Regions from separate parts of the Mus musculus genome. Here region 1 is linked to region 2. The links are chromatin contacts, called in public promoter capture Hi-C maps. All regions are on one chromosome and are shown on one strand. The core of a region is the stretch at or near the end of the contact, and the rest is flanking DNA. Distances in the headings are between cores, read along the strand shown.

Region 1 (2,700 bases), core at 69-2,568, 150 kb before region 2:
CTGAGCCTTATCAAATGTCTCGGGAGTCCTCACCAGCACATAGTTGCAGCTCTTGCACCCAGGAGTTCCCTGAAAATGAGTTGTGTCCTCTTCCTTGGGGCAAGCAGAGTCCTTATTTAAGGCATCTGGATCTGACTCCATTGCCTCCTCATCCTCAAAAATGTCTTGGTGTTGGGAACCCTCAACCTCCTCTCCCTCTGTCTGCTTTGTCTCTTGAGTCAGAGCCAACTCTCTCCCTTGCTCCCTCGAACCATCTGCTTCCTGCTTCAGGCTTTCCTCTCTCTTGGGATTCTCCAGATGAGCAGTCTCTAGGAAGAAGAGATAACCTGCCATCACTTGCGAGGCTCTCTTCCTGCAGAACCTCAGACAGCTCCAACCGTCCACTTGAGCTTTCCTAGGTTCCAATTTGGGGTCACACAATAGGAAGGAACTCCTTTTCTAGGTTGGGTAAAGAGAGATGTCTTAATCCAAACTCATAGCCTGAACTCTGACTGACACGACAGGTATGTATATGGATGGGAAGACCTTGTGTGAGGAGCTTCAACTGGCCCTTCATCTTAATATTTAGATCTTTTGTTTTTGTTTAGTTCTGAGTCTGAGAGATATCTAAACTAAAGATGTGTGAGCAACCTGAAAAGAGCATACTGTGACCCTGGCTCTATGATAACAACAATGACCAAGAGAGTGGGACAGAGGAAAAAGAAGGAAGAGACATGTGAGAATAAAAGGGAAAGACTTACCCAGATGAAAAGCAGAAACCATCCCCAGCAGGAGAAAGGACAGGATCAGGGGCTGTTTCATGTCTACTTGATCCTGTAGTAGAGACAATTCCACCTTCGTCCTCACAGCTGTCCTTTTGTGTCCAACGCAGCTTCTGGCACATGGCATGATACTTGTTTAATTACCTGATAAAAGGGAGGGCTACTGCTGCCTCCTCCTCTTCTTCCTCTTCCTTTTCCTCCTCCTCCCCCTCCTCCTCCTCTCCTCCTCCTCCTCCTCCTCCTCCTCCTCCTCCTCCTCCTCCTCTTCTAAAGACAGACCCTGAGCCAGAGTCTGAAACAGGCATCAGGGGTGGGCAAGATGGGCAACTGAACTTCAAACTTCTCCTAAGATCTTCCTGGCTGTTCCCTAGGACCACATTTTACCCAAGTTCTAGACCTGCAGGGACAGGTCAGCTCCAAGCCAGAGCTGACTTCATTTATGTGGGGAAAGAAGAAGCAAAGACAGTTACCTATGCTGATCCTAAAAACAGGCCCTCCAGTTGGGATCCTGGTCTGTGCTATGTGTGAGCACAGCACTCACTACCCAAGGGTCTGTGACCTCCACGCTCAGTGGCTGTGGTTACTGCCCCACAATCAGCTCTTATACTGTGTTTTTGGGGAAGTAGGAAGGGGCCAGGGTGATTGCCCCAGGCTGAGCTTGAGGATAATAGAACTGATAAAAAAAAGTTTCAGTTTTTTTCACCCCAGATCCTGCTTTCTGCTCACATGACAGAGCCCTGCTTTCAGGGACCTGTGGCCCTAAATGGAAACCCATGTCCACCAGTTTATTTCAGAGGCATGTGTAACACCAAGCCTACCAACCAGAGGAAATTAGTATTAGTGTTTCTAAAGTGGCCAGCCTGAAAGATATCCGTTAATTTGGAAGCACCCTTCCAAAGTCATTCTAGGACGTGATATGCAGAACTCAGGGAGCAGCTAGGAACTATAAAGGGAAGGACGGAGAGGGGAGGCGAGCCTGAGCATCCATATGAGGGGCGTCATAAGCAGCATGCTCCTGATCCCTGCCTTCACCTATTCCCACTGACACTATAGGATTTTCCTGCTTCACAGATGGAAACAATAGGATTCAGAGGAAAGATCACCAAGCTCACCTGATGTCCTGGCTAGTTTCTATGTCAACCTGACGAAAGTGAGAGTCATCCGAAAGGAGAGAACTTCAACTGAAAAAACAAAAGTCTCTGTAAGATCAGGCTGAAGGCAAAATTACAAAGCATTTTCTTAAGTAGTGATTGATATGGAGGGCATAGCTCACTGTGGATGGTTCCATCCCTGGGCTGGTGGTCATGGGTTCTATAAGAAAGCTGGCTGAGCAATCGATGGTGAGAAAGCCAGTAAGCAACTCCTCTCCATGGCCTCTGCATCCTGCCTCCATGTTCCTGCCCTGTTTGAGTTCTTGCCTTAATGGCTTTCAATGATGAACAGTTTTATGGAAGTGTAGGTGAAATAAGCCATTCCACTCCAAGTTGCTTTTGATTGTGGTGTTCTGTCACGGCAATAAAAATCCTAAGATTGATTCATAAGAAGTCAGGAAGCAGGGATTTCTAAGTCTTAAACATTCTCTCTCTCTCTCTCTCTCTCTCTCTCTCTCTCTCTCTCTCTCTCTCTCTCTCTCTCTTAATATTTAGGACCATATATTAGTTGTGGGAGCTGCCCTATGCATTATCTAAAGTTTAATAGCACTGTTTGTCCATATCTACTAGATGTCTGATGTTCACACACACGCGCGCGCACACACACACACACACAGAGAGAGAGAGAGAGAGAGAGAGAGAGAGAGAGAGAGAGAGAATCACAACTACTTCCACAGAATATTCTTCTCTGGATCATTTAGAGACCATAGACTAGACTATGGCCTAGACTATATCACTTCATCCAACCTCTAGACACACCTCCAGGGCTGGCAAAGACATAGGATCTG
Region 2 (2,700 bases), core at 94-2,593:
AGACTTAGTCATCCAGGGAACTGATGTTACTATTGTTTCTAGGTAATGGACACTCAATTTGCAAGGAACTCACTGGTTAAATGAGATGGAAGCCGGGATTCCAATCCCTGTTGGCCTTCTTTCCACAACAAGGATGTGGGGAAAGAGACAGGAGAGACATCAAACTGCACACCACACAGCCCCTTCACTGAGCACAACACTCTCCTTTCCAGAAAAGAAAAATATCCACCAAGTCCCAGTCACTAAGTGAGGCGCTCCCTCCCTGACGGACAGATGCAGACAGGCAGCCTCTGGCTGCACTAACTATTCTCAAAGAGTTTAGAATTCCCACTCCAGGTCCGGGTCACTTTACACAAGACCAAGGTGATTGGTGTGGAAAACAGAAACAAACGCTCCACAAATATCCATTCTAGAGGAAATAAGGCTTTTAACTTTGTACAAAAGGGATGATTTGTAGACCTGGGAACTCCAAGGTCCTGAAAAGACCAAGAGTATAGGTCCTTCACGTCCATTCTCCAGTTTGTGTACTTCTGTTTGATCTCATTAAGAACTCTCTGTGTATTGGTGATGTAGTTCAATGCTTGCTAGCACACACACACAAAAGACCTGTTTAACTTGAGCATTCCTTATCCAGGTAGGTGCAGAACTTCTAAGAGTCTACGGACTACTCTAGACAGAAGGTTGTCATAGGCAATCAGTCTCAGGATATGTATGCCTAGTGGGACTTTGGCTTTCACTCATCACTGAATCAGAGAATCCTGACAGAGTGGCACCTGAAGTTTGAAGAGATCATGAAGTGAGGCTGTCCAATTCCTAGCTGCCCAGTGTTCCGGTCTTGGGCAGCCCTGCTTTGTCGCTTTGTCTCTGCCTGACCACCTGTCCTTGTTTTCCAACTTCCTGCCTCCTCCTTCTACCGTCCCTCGCGGTCTTCACCTCCCACCCCCACACCCTTCTCAGATATACCTGGGCACAGGCTGGAATAGAAGCCTTCCTTCTTGAGCATGATCAGCAGGGAGGCCCAGCCCAGGAGCACCGCGGAGAAGAAGAGGTTCTCCACCACAGCGGTGCAAGCCATCCACCAGCGCCTGCGGTACGCCTGCTTCAGCGTGGGAGCCATGGTGGCCGAGACTCTGCAGAGAAACAGAGCGCTCAGAGAAGGGCTTCCTAGCGGCCCTTGGGAAGGGTACTCCATCATGGTGGCTCCTGAGACCCCTGGAGCCAAAGAGATGGAGCCTTCATGGAGGCCCCATAGAGCCCGGTGCTGCGGAGCTGGCTCCGCGCGCTCTGGCAGTGCCAGGAGCGAACGCGCCACTGGCCCGCAGGGCGCTATCAGGAACCAGAAAGGTCTGGTCTGAGCGAAGCAACTTCCTGGCGCGCTGCCGGGCTTGCCTACCCGAGCCAGGGCGCCCCGATCCCGCTCCAGGAGACAACCCCCCAAGTTCCCAAAGTCTCTCAAAGTCACCAAGGGGCACACCGTGCTCTGTAGCCACCTCTGGCCCACAGCTAGCCAGCCTCTAGGCACCAGATCGGATTCTCAGAAGCGAGCAGGAGGCGGAAAGGGAAGTCTGGGGCTACCCCGAGACCCTCTATTCTAGTTACGCCTTTCATTCTACTCCTCCTCTCCAGAGCCCGGGTAGAAAACTTCCTCCCGCCTGACACAGCCGGCGGCGCTCGTCCTGTCTCCTGGGCCAATCCCACGGCTGCCACGTGGAGGGAGACCCTGGGCGGGCCCCGTGGCGCCTCCGCGCGCCCCTCATTCCGCCGCGCGCCTGGGAACGCGCCAGCCCCTCTGTCCCTGGGAGGGGGCTTGGGCTCCGGCAGGAAGTCCGGTGCCTGCAGACTTTATAAGGACATACTTTATAAGGAGGCAGATGGGGTGGCCGGCGGGCGGGTGTGTTTACCAGAGGGAACGAAGAAACCCGAGCCCTCCAGGGCCGCGGTAGCCACCGCCAACAAGGGAGGCGATCTGACCCGGGGACCCGAAGCAAGACCCGGGCGAGCCTAGAGGAAATGATCAGGGGAAGAGCAAACAAGAAAGACGAAGAGAAAGAGACCCTTCTCTAGGGGGTGGCCCAGCCCCTCATCTGTGAAACGGGGCTTTTGAATCAGGGATCCCCGAGGTCCCATCCTATAATGACAACCGTGGTTCTAAACAGAGTGGAAGAGAAGAAGGGGAGAATGAAGGGGTCGGACAGAGGGAACAATGTGCCCAGAGACTCAGGTAACGGACGCTTCACAGGGACCTGCAAGTGTGGCTGGGTGACTTTGAGCTGCGCTAGCTGCTCACCTGTCCCCGACAAACTTGCCTCCCGCAGCTGTTGACACCCGGAGTAACACAGAGTCTCCCCGGCGCTTCCACACTCCGGATCTCCTGAGACCCAGGATCCCAATTCCAAATCGCATCCACGCGGGGTGTCTTCCCTGCGTGCCAGACCCAGCGGGCCTCGGAACCGCCGGTCTCACCTCGTCTGCGCCCTCGAAAGAAGCAGTGGATCTGGGAACCGTCCTGGCGCCACAGATAGGTGAAGCCGGGAAGCCAGGGCATGGACTACGCGATCTGCGGAGTTGATAGCTGTATTTACAGGCGTTGGGAGCAGCGCCCCAAGGTGGGGGCGGGGGTTCCCGTCCTTCCCCACCCCTTAGGTCGAGTTTCATGCACACGTGACTCGCCTGTTGGTCCCCAGATACTTTTCTTACCCA

The links. Capture Hi-C pulls out chosen DNA fragments and counts their contacts.
Region 1: a promoter capture Hi-C map of liver shows a contact between it and region 2. The contact joins the promoter of Prg3 here to the promoter of Slc43a1 in region 2. A contact is called at or near these places in 5 of 39 promoter capture datasets (the 3T3-L1 cell line, the C10 cell line, hematopoietic stem and progenitor cells and 2 more) and 4 of 9 other capture datasets (adipose tissue, liver, macrophages and 1 more).

The regions. Positions count from the first base shown.
Region 1 is chr2:84,986,833-84,989,532 of GRCm38.p6, reverse strand. Prg3 (proteoglycan 3) reads right to left here and starts at 1,318. Exons shown (of 6, transcript NM_016914.2): 1 at 1,232-1,318; 2 at 741-874; 3 at 1-308. The coding sequence starts at 801. All of the region lies in intron 1 of Gm39868 (a long non-coding RNA gene), which reads left to right.
Region 2 is chr2:84,839,269-84,841,968 of GRCm38.p6, reverse strand. It overlaps Slc43a1 (solute carrier family 43, member 1), which reads right to left and starts at 1,343. Exons shown (of 14, transcript NM_001083809.1): 1 at 964-1,343. The coding sequence starts at 1,195. D930003E18Rik (RIKEN cDNA D930003E18 gene) reads left to right here and starts at 1,761. Exons shown (of 2, transcript NR_165656.1): 1 at 1,761-2,221; 2 at 2,316-2,700.